2 separate regions of the Mus musculus genome follow, and region 1 is linked to region 2. Evidence: chromatin contacts called from public Hi-C data. All regions are on one chromosome and are shown on one strand. Each heading gives the region's core, a stretch centred on a gene start, on an enhancer-like site or on the middle of the called end of the contact. The rest is flanking DNA. Distances are from core to core; before and after follow the strand shown. Region 1 holds the start of Nrip1 (nuclear receptor interacting protein 1). Region 2 holds the start of Gbe1 (glucan (1,4-alpha-), branching enzyme 1).

What was found. Hi-C and Micro-C count contacts between places; a contact is called where the count stands out from the background.
Region 1: a Hi-C map of uterus shows a contact between it and region 2, with 19 times the contacts expected there. The contact joins the promoter of Nrip1 here to the promoter of Gbe1 in region 2. A contact is called at or near these places in 4 of 484 Hi-C or Micro-C datasets (CD4 T cells, CD8 T cells, natural killer cells and 1 more).

Annotation. Positions count from the first base shown.
Region 1 is chr16:76,370,928-76,376,381 of GRCm38.p6, forward strand. It overlaps Nrip1 (nuclear receptor interacting protein 1), which reads right to left and starts at 2,122. Exons shown (of 4, transcript NM_173440.3): 1 at 1,945-2,122.
Region 2 is chr16:70,312,177-70,317,911 of GRCm38.p6, forward strand. It overlaps Gbe1 (glucan (1,4-alpha-), branching enzyme 1), which reads left to right and starts at 1,773. Exons shown (of 16, transcript NM_028803.4): 1 at 1,773-2,119. The coding sequence starts at 1,977.

The sequences.
Region 1 (5,454 bases), core at 872-3,371, 6.1 Mb after region 2:
AACGCACAATATTTTCAGATCTCTCGATTATAAAAATTCAAGTTCGGCAAAGTTTGGAAACACAGATAGGTGGCTCTAAGTCTTCTCGTAGCCACTGAAGCCTGGTTTCCAAGTATCTTGAAGGCACTTCACAGGACTCATCTGTATACAAACAAGCAGCAACCGAACTTCCCTCCTTAGAGTTTGTATGTCTACTTTTTAAGTATATTTTCTTCATGCTCCAGTCCCTGAAAGGCTAAGTGTGGAGAGAAGTGTCCCCAGTAGAGTTATTATAAAACAGGCTGGAGTAAGTATCTGGTTTGCAGGTACTGCCTGCTACAATTCTGACTCTCCTTCTTTGTCTACAGTAACTAAGTCCTGTACAGAAATTTCCTGTTGGTTTTGAAGTCCCTGAATCAATTAAACCCTGTTGGATATTACCAAACTGCTGGGCAAAACCAGGGCAACTCACTTGGAAGTGGAAGATTTCAACATACTCCAGACAGCAGCCACTCTTAGGGGCCGTGCATAGGAAGCACCGTTTGTTTAAAAAGTCGACTTATTTCACTCTTAGACAAAGGTGGCAACCTGATGATTAAACACTGGATAATTGCATCTGGAAGATGCCGCCCACTTGCTAAACCTGTGATTCACTAATAAGCGGGTTCAATGTAATTCATAACTTTAAAGAATTACTAAAGCCCCTGCTTTACAAAACCCAAGAAACACAGACCACACATCATTTAAGCATGTATTCGTATACACAGACACAGACAGACAGACAGACATGCCAATCTTGGTTTACTTTTAGTCTGTCTCTCTTTCTCTAAAAACACGGTTTTCCTTCAGTGTCACAATCAGCTTACATGAGCAGACAAACTCCAGCCTGGTGCCACAAAAAAATGAGTTAAAAGTTCTTGCACCTAATCATGTCCGGACTTTCCCCCAACTAAAATGACCCATTAATTAAAACAACAACGACGACGACAAAGTATTTTAACGTGAAATTACCTAACGTTCCGTTTTTCGTTTACGACCTCCAGAATCCAGTTAAATTACTGACATGATGGAAGGTAGAAACTCCTGGAATGCCTTAGAGATCAACATGTGTCAGACTCTCTGCCTGTCCGCCTTTTAAACACAGTGGATTCCTTTGTTCCTTCAGTCTGAATATCAACTCCTGATTAAAATTTGGAAAGTACTTTGGAAAGGGATAGGAGGGTCTGGGGAATGTTTGCACGCTAGAGGGTTTCTTCTAACAACAATAGTATTAAAGGAGGACAGTGGCACCAGAGAGGAGAGCGGTCTCCCCGGACTTTACCAGGCTCATGCGAGTGAACCCCCTCTCGGATGCTGGGGGAACTGGGCTGAGGCCTCGGGTGCAAGGAGCCTCGCCCTCCCTCGGCAAGCGGGGAGCTCGTGCCCAGCAGGCCGGGCCTGGGGCTCAGTGCTGCCCCTTCTCCGAGTCACTTTTCCCGGCCGGGGATCGGCGAGCACCGCGCAAGGGAGACGGCAGCGATAGGCGGGGAGCAGCGCGGGCGCCACCGAGAGCACCGCTGGGCGGCAGGACCGAGCGGCGCGGCAGCCAGCGCCCGGGGCTCGGGGCCAACGGGGGCAGCTGGGCGGGCGAGCTCGACCGGGGCCCCGCGACCCGGCCACCCGCGTGGGTCCCGGCGCAGAACACCCAGGGCGGCTGCGCCCCTCGCGCCAAGGCTGGCACGGACGAGCCCGCGGCTGGGAACTCCACAACTTGGCGGCTGCGCCGGCCGGGCCCGCGAGTTCCAGGGGAGAGCCGGAGCGGGGCGCGGCGGAGGGCTGTCCCCGGGATCCGTGTTCCCGGAGCTCCCCGCGGGCCTCCCCCGGCCTCCGCCGCCTCCACGGGCCGCGCACCCAGGCCGTGCCCGGGCGGCGCGGCGTCCGCTCCCGCGAGCTCCGCACGGAGCCCGGGCCGCGATTGCCACTCACCGAGGCCGCCGCGGCTCCGGGCCGCCGATCCGCGTCGCTCCCTCCTTCCCAGGTTAGCCGTGCCCTGCGGCCGCGCGAGGCCACGGGCGCTGCGCTCGGGCGGGCTGGGGCCGGCTCGTCCTCCGCCTGCGCCGCGGTCGCCGTCGCCTCCCGAGTTCGGGGCTCTGCTGCAATGTCTGCGAGGCTGACTTTGAGCGCCTCGCTCGCCGCCCGCCCGCCGCAGCCGCGCTCCTCCCTCCGCCGCCGACTTCGCGGCGGCCGGGTCCCTCCCCTCGCTGCTCCACGCCATTCAGCTCTTCAGCCAAGTTTCTTAACCCTTTTCTGCCCCTCCCTCCCATTGTCACCCGGGCCGAGCGCGCACCCGGAGGCTCGGCGGAGCCGGGGAGCCCACCGGGCGTCTGCAGGCCTCCTCGCCGGTGCTCCGGGTGGGGGTCCGGGACTGATCGGCCTTGAAGGCAGAGAGAGGACGCGGTTGGACCCGGAGAAGGAGGGGGTGCTGTGCTTCCCGAGCCGGCGCCCTGGCTTCCCAGCCCCGTCCAGCCAGCCGCCTGGACAGATTCCCCGCTAGGGGCCAGGCGATCGCCCATGTCACCCGTGCCGGGGCAAACGCTGGGGGCACCACAGGGGCGTCGGGGCACCTTAATCCTACCCCAGGTTCCCCAGCCTACGTGCTGGCACCTTAAGTGTCTCCCTTTCTCCCGTTTCACCCCACAAACACGCGTTCTTTTGGCGCCCTTTACCCACCCTCAATTTCCACCTCCTTAAAATCTGTGTCCCGCTCAAATCCCGGAAGCTGCGGCGCTGTATAACTCTAGGTCATTTTGACCCCATGCTCAGCACCTAGTAGGACCCAGTGATAAATATGGCATGATTCCAAGCGGAAAACTGGAAAGGAGACCTGAGGAGTGCACAGCTAGCTCCCTAGACGGACGCAGGACCCAGGAACCTGGTTTCTCTTCTGCTGCTTTGTCACTGCGAAGTCTCCAGCAGGGTCTGCCCGCCAAACTGCACCACCCCCAGGAAGGATCTGACCCAACAGGACTAGGAGATGGGCTGTCACTTCTTTAAAGCAGCTCTTGCTGGGTTCAGAGTCTCAATAAATAACAATTACATCATATAGCCAGGGTGGCAATGCAGGGAAACTTGGGTTTCCTGCAGCCTGGTCTCGCTGAACCCGCCTCTAAATTTGAGGTGGGCTAACAGATTGGTGAGGCGAGAAAGTGGAGGGAGGAGAGAAAAATAAGAAACCATGATCTCTTCCTCGCCTTGTGTTTTCTGCTTTTAAAACCTATTCTCTCTACTCCCTTCATATCTTACTTGTGAAGCCTCCTTTTAACGCTCCCCCTACCCCAGATGTCTCTGTCTCGTTTGTTTTTGACTCTAGTCATGAAAAGAATTACCTGCGGGAAGACTTGTGGTTGCAGAAGTTGTTTTTGTTTGACATTAAAAAAAAAAAAAAAAGGCTAAAGTACATCTTCGATTCACCCTAAACTCTGAAGTGCTATCCCTGCCTTAAAATACTTACTAAGACAATTTTGTGGATGAAGCTTTCTACTCTCATATGTTTTCATATCCTTAAGAATTTCGGTAGCATTTGGAAGCAGTTATTGATGCACACCAAAACCAAAAATTATCCAAGTGACCCAACCGTATTCTTTACTGTTATATAATAGCTCTATAGCTATTTTTCGGATTTTTCAAATGAAAAACGTCTGGGGTATCTTCCCAATCTTTAAAGTAAAGGCAATTTTTCAAATCAATTCTTAATAAAGCTATATTCTAGCACAGTCCTGAGCACATGCAGGAAATATTTTCCTTAATGGCGATGATGGTGCATTTTAAAATACTTATTATCTGTCCTCCTAGTGACTCACCTATGCAATCTGTTGTCATCTAAGGTAGTGTCAATCTCATGTAACAGCATAGCACTCGCATATGCCGCAGTTCAAAATCTGCTTAAAGCAAATTAGTAAAGGCAGCATTAATCCCAGGCATCATTACCTGTCCGGCATCATTTATCCGGGATTGACAAAAAGCAAATAATTGCAAATTAAATGACCAGCATAATTGTAACTTATTAGCTCTTTAGTTTTTTTTTTTTTTGTAAATATTATACAAAGACATTCTAAATGTATCCCAATTTAATGTGCCATTTTTTTAAATTCAATGTCAGTTTTATTAAAAGGCATCGTTGTGGTAGACTATAGCAGATTCAACAAATGCTTTCATTTAGCCAAGGTGGTACTGGCCTGTAATCCCAACTACTGGGAGGCTGAGACAGGAAGTGGGAAGGTGGAGGTCTTCTAGAACGTTTTAGCAAGTGCAAGGATGAAGTTCCAAAAGGAGACCCAGTTTTGTAAAACTGAGATAAGGATGAAGCAAAGAGATACTAATGAGTGTAAGGCAATGGGTTCAAGCCCCTGCAACACACACACACACACACACACACACACACACACACACACACACACCGTATTTCAAGCTTCTCTTACCAGTAGGCAAACATTTCCTTCTCTTTTGATTGGCAGTTTCTTCTCTGGAACACATTGAGAGTCCAGATAGCTTGTCACAATTAATATAAAGGTAAGCTAAGTAATAAATGGCCTGTAGGAGAGTGAAGCTCCCATGGAGGGCTGCAGTGACAGACGTGGAGACAGATATTTGAGCCCACTCAAGTGTCACTCTGAAAAACATTCTCACTTTTTAAGGAGGTTTTAGATCTCCGAGATTGCCCCAGCAAGCTAAATCTCGTTTGTTCTGCTTGCCCAGTATCAGTGCTAAAACTCCAACAGCTATATATTAGACGATATACCAAAGCAGACCACCCCCACCCAATGTAATAAGTAAAATCCTGGACTCTTCTTGATAACACACGTGTGTTGAATGAACTGCATAGCTTATGTAGAATTGCTAATTGTGAGAAGATCATTTTGAGTTTATTCTTTCTGTTAGAAAGAAAATCAGTACTGAGACAGTAAGATGGCTCAAAGGTAAAAGCACTTAGCGCATAAGCCTGGCTACCTGAATCTGATCCTTGGAAACACGCTCCATAAAGTTATCCTCTGAACTCTGCACGTGTGCACAGCACATACAGCCACACAAATACACACAACTTTTCTCTGTTCCCAGGAATGGAGTCGCATACATGCTGACTGGTCTCTCCCAGCTCCTACTGTGTATTTAATAATTTTATATTTATAAAAATACAAGTGTCCAGGCTAAGGGGAATCATTATGTGGATATTGGAGTATAGGGAATGTACAAATGTCTCTGCAGTGATTTGTTATTTGGAGGCCAGTTCTCATAAGAAGCGTGTGTAATGGAAAAGATGTCATTCGGTTTATAGACCTAAACCTATGTGTTATACAAAGTCTATCACTTGGCTCTAGAGACATGGCTCAGTGCTTAAGAACACCGTCTACTCTGTCAGAGGACTCGGGATCAATTCCCAGCACCCACATGGCAGTTCACATCTATCTGTCTGTAACTCCTGGATCTGACACCCTTACA
Region 2 (5,735 bases), core at 523-3,022:
TAAGACCAGAGATCTCAATGATGGCTGGAAAGAAAGTAGCCACAGAGAAGCTAAGGAAGAGAATTCCCAAAAAGAGTAGCAATTGCAGTGCTCACAGAATTCTGTCAGATCCTGAAAGGGCCATGCCACTACAGTACAAGGGAACTGGATAGTGAAGGTAGTGACTACAGGTTGTTTAAGTGTTTTAAGGAAAGCCACGTTTATATTTCACACTTAAGTGAAACGTCATGCCATTTAAATTTTTACTGAGATTATTTGATGTGTACTATAGAGTTTAGCTATTCTAATTATGTAAAACTGGCAGCATCAGTATCTCTTGAACGTAGTTAAAAATATATTCTGGTACATGGACCCCAAACTCAGAATGCACATTTTCACTAGGTGACTCATATCAAGGTCACATTGGGAAATACTGGTACAGGGAGTGGGTAAAAATGGTAATTTATGGGTGATTATCAGTCTGTATAAAAGTGATAAAAGCTGATTTTAGGTAGTGTTTATTCAGGAAAACTTTATTTTTATTTTCTCACCCCTTCCCTTTTCCCTTCCTAATCAGTGCTTTGGTTTTACCTTAACAGGTGAACGCTTATGCTATGAAGAAGATAGTTGGTTCAGGTTTCTTAGTCAGCCAAGTGGAAATTTCAGTGTGAAGTGATGAAAATTTAGAGTTATGAAAGTAAAAAATGAAGTTACAGAATTGGGTGTCTACTAGGTACTTTATTTCTGGGTTCAAGCCCCCCCCCATTTGTAGATATATATATACCTTTATCTAAGACCTTTAGCTATTCACATCGAAGTGAATATTTTTCTTTCTTAAGTTCATCACAAACCCTGTTTTAAATGTTTATATCCCAAGGCTGGTCAATACTGTTCCTTCTTCCTAGACGCTAAGATTTTACTACACTTGATCTTAGCCAAAAGGCCGAGAAGCGATAGGATTTTACATTTCCAGATTTCAACTGAGAAAATTATACTCAAGCCTGTCCAGTTTTGAGGTGCAAAGTAACTTGCAGCCTCCTGAGTAGCAGCGTCCATTTCTCCTTGTGTCAAAATCTGTATTCTTAAAAAAAAATTTTTTTGTATGTCTGTGTATCAGTATATATGTGGCAGGGTGGAAAATATTTGAAAGTTGGTTTCCTCTTTCCAGACCGTGGGTTCTGGGAATATAATTCCAGTTATATGCCTTGTGGCAAGCACTTTTTACCTAGTGAGCCATCATGGCATCAAGCCCCCATTCTGTATTCTTGCAAAGGAACCACTGGACAGAAAGGACACAGGGTAGTTATACTTGGGAGCTTGGCCAGAAAAGTTTTTGCTTCATCACTGTGATTAAGCAGGAGAGTGCAGTCCACTTTAATGATGTTCTCCCAGTCATGTCTCATCAAAGACAGTTTGGTTGGTGAAACACAAATGCCTGATTTCAGTACAGGGAACCAGGAAAGTTCTTGTTCTTACTGTGACTTCAGGGACCTGGCTGGCTATCCATGCTTATCTATGCAAAAATCTTTAAAGACTCTCTTGGTTAAACTCTTGAGACACATTAAGGTTAGGGCCGTAGGGTTGTTAAATGACATTAAGATTCTAAATAGTTTCGCGTTGTCGACTTTTAACCGTGGTCCAGGTGAATTTCCCACTTTTTGAAAACCATCGCCCTAGGAAAAACAAAACTCAGAAATGAGAGCAGGTGTTTGAGGAGAGGTGACCACCGGGCAGGAAGGGGAAGGGACAGGGACTGGTGAGACCCGCCTCCCGGTGGCCAGCCAGCACAGTTCAGGGCTCCAGGGGCCGGCCCCGTGAGTGGGCGGGGGCCCGCGCTGAGGACGTGTGTCCCGGGCTCACCCTGGCCCGCTCCGCCGCTATAAAGGGCAAGTCCCCGGCGGCTCGCCTAGGCTCGCCCGGCTCCGCCCTGCCGCTCGCACTCCACTCGGCCCACTCGACCCTCTCGGGCCTCGGCTACTCGGGCTGCTGCGGCGAAGATGGCGGCGCCGGCGGCTCCTGCGGCAGGGGAAACGGGCCCCGATGCTCGTCTGGAGGCCGCCTTGGCCGACGTGCCGGAGCTGGCCCGACTCCTGGAGATTGACCCGTACCTGAAGCCCTTCGCCGCGGACTTCCAGCGCAGGTACCCGGGGGAACCCCTCCACCGCCCTCCGCCTGCGGCCGGCCTTCCCGCGTGCGCGCGCGCGCCGCCCGACTCCCCCCTCTCCGCGCGGCCCCGCCCCCTCGCACGCCAATCATGCGGTGGGCGTGGCTCCGGCTTCCCGGGGGAGTTCCTGAACTTTTCTGCTGCACGTCCGCCCCGTGCTCGCTCACTTGCTCGCAGTCCCTGGCCGCGCGTCCTCCCCTACGTGCTGGGACAGGCAGCGCTGCAGCCACGCAGCGGCTTCCGGGACTCACAGGCCACCCCCCTCTGGTCCTGGGAGTTGCAGTGGTCGTGACCCAGGGCGTGTGTGATTTTGCTTTTCCAACTTTGTAGTCTACTTCCGAGCAGCGTTTGTGCAGTCTTTCAGGCAGTCTTTCAACATCTTGCACCCTCCTGTTTGCTCTTGTGAGTTCATTAATCTGCGTTTCACTTTAATCGTTGGTCAGATCTCTTCTCCCTTAAACCAACATCGAAGAGCGACCTTTGCGGGTGTTTGACCTTAGCTTCCAGGAGAGTTAACAGGGCATGGATGGCTTAACTTGCAGAGCCCAATTCAAAAAGTATAACTCCTCTCCCACCAGGCTTCCCACTTATCAGAAATTTATAATTGCAATCTGCTCAGGTTAAGATTGAAAATTAAAGTAGCTAGTATATAAATTAGAGTAGTTATGAGTCGATTGCAAGTATTTTGCTGCAGTCATATTTGTCATACTAGTTTCTTCTTTAAAGCCTAGATACTACAAAAATCAAAACTACCTTGGCACCAGTCAATTTGTCATATTTGTCATACTAGTTTCTTCTTTAAAGCCTAGATACTACAAAAATCAAAACTACCTTGGCACCAGTCGATAGACTCTTTTTTAATCATAGAAAACATAGAACTAGTTGGTGGCATTGGTGATTATGAACATGGGTTGATGTGACTTGAAAACACAAAGACCCTTAAAGCTCAACGACCTAGCTTTGTCATGTTATTAAATGTATTCACTTAAGTCACTTTCTAGAAAACCAATATTCTCAGATTCTAAAACAGTAGGCATTATAAACTGCTCATTCCAGAGTTTACATATCCTAATACAGGAACCCTCCTTACAGCAGCCAGCTGGGCTGATCCTCACTTACAGTACTTAGTCGTGACTTTAAATTAAGTACTGGGGAGGAGTCTGGCAACTTTTCACTCAGAAGATGCAAGCCTGAGTCCCCTGAGATAATTAGCACGTACTCCTGAAAGCTAAAAGACTTGAGCAGATTTTGGAATAAGTGATTTTTAGAACAAAAGCAAATATTTTATCTATTTTTTCTCTTTTTGTATGAAATATACTTACATGTTTATTTACATATTTTCACCACATTTTTTTTGAATATAAAAATCATTTTGTTATAATGAGCACACAAATTACAACAGAAGGTGATTAATGTCGAGTTTTTTTTTTTTTTTTTTTGAGGTGTTTATTTTTATTATGGCTCTATTTGTGTGATTTATAAACTAACCTGTAAGAAATTTCAAAAGCAAGAGTTGTGGAAATATTTTGCCTGTGTCCTGTTTCCAGTTTCCACTGGCCACAGGCAGACAAACACCATTTATTCTCTTCTTTTGTGTGTATGTGTGTACTTCATATTCAACTCCACTGGGATTGAAGCAATTATAGTCATCTTTCATGGTTTGTCAAAATTAATGAGAGGGACAAAGGGCAGAATAAAGAAGGGAGGGAATCCAGTGTTCTTGGTGAAAAGTCTGGCCCAGCGGGTCCTTATGTGCTTCTCTGTGACCTGGATTCTACTTCTGCCCTTGGTCCTGGATAATTGCTATTTTCCAGCACACATGTTCCATTTAGGCATGTCAAACAGTAATTTGGCATCTGGCAGTGGTGACTTGTATTGTTAACTGGTAGAGAATAAAAACTTTTTCATAGTGTCGTCATGGTCATTGATTGCTGTGGCTGGAATGTGTCCTTTGCAAATTTCAGGTGCGACAAGTGTGCTGTAGAAAGAGCCTTTAGGACATGACTAGGCCATAAGGGTTCCTCATGAGGGTTCATCTTTGGGCAGTGGACAATGGTCTAATCAAAAAAGGGACTTGCGACATCCATGACAGAGGAGGGGGATAGGGCTTGTCAGAGTGAGAAGATGGGGAGCCATACTGTAAAAGTCTGTCTTTGGAAATGACTTTTCTATGGCTATCATGTACACACAGCATCTGTGACCACTCGGACAGGATAGGCATATATTCACTCACCCCAGTAAGAGGGGACTGAGATGGAAATAGGAAGGGAAAGAGGTCATGGGGGATGGGAGGGGGACGGAGAAGGCCATGGAGGACAAATGCTCTAGCCACACACTGTATACAAATAAGAAACTTTTAAACAATTAAAAACTAAGTAAAAATTAAAAAATTCCCAGTTTAGGCTACTTTGCCCCCTTTCCCTTTTGCTTTGGGAGGACATTTCGCTTCCATTCTCTCATGAGGGCAGTAACAGGGTGCTTGCCATTTCACTTCACAGCTTCACCCATGGGCATCTTGTTAGACTCCTCAGACTCTCAAACTCTGAGGAGCTACGTTTTTATTTTTAATAAACCATCTATCTTGAGTATGCTGTTGAAGCCACGATAATAGTATATCTTATTTTTGACTTGTTTTTAAGTAACCTACTTGTGCCGAGTGTCCTTGGGCCTAACATGACTAGACAACCCATTTAGTTGCAAGGCGTGCTTATTAAATACTGCAGAAAATTTGAGGCGCAGTTATCAATGTGTAAGAGTGGTGAGAGGGAGGCATTTTCTTCTCATTGATGGGCTCTCGATTTCTTTCCTCCTCAAAATTGCTCCATTTGGAATTTTGTTGTGAGGGTTCCTTTTGTCTTCTGTGAGAATTCCAAATCTAGAATTGTATCTTGACGGGGGGGGGGGGGGGTTCCTCCGTCACGAATGAGTTAAAGCCCTTATAGTGGTAGACAGACAGCTTGGAGCCTTGGTTAAGGAGGCATCTTTCTTGGGACTTAACTGTCGAGTGTGAGTTACTTTGCATCATAAAAGTAAAGTGTAAGTACATGAGTGTGTGATCACTGTCTCATTGATTAGCTCCTACGGTGACATCTCCTACTTGGCTCTTTCTACTTCCTGTGAAGCTCTTGATGTACTCCAGTCAGTTCTCATGAGTGATCACATTTGCTCGCTCACATCTTACGTGGCTTTGTGAGTTGGCCACAGGGCTCTCCTGACGGCAGGCATTCACTGATGTAAGATTATGAAGGATTTGTTCTGAAATTTCTTTTTCAGTTCTTGTAGCCTGGAAAACAGAAAAGTGAAATTATGATTTTTCTTTATATCTATATATTTTTTTCTTAGTAGCGAGCACTTCCTATTGAGCTGTTGGTGCATACAAGAAGTTCTCAACTTTGTGGTTGCGACCCTCAGAAAACATTTATTTCCAATGGTTTTAGGAGACCCCAATCATGTTTATTTTTATTGCTACTTCATAACTGTAATTTTGTTACTGAGTGGTGTCTTAGTTCCTACGACACTGAGAGCCACTGGTTTGGCCCATCTCCTCATCTAAACAGAGGGTTGACATTTTGAGCGCTGCTCAGATATATAT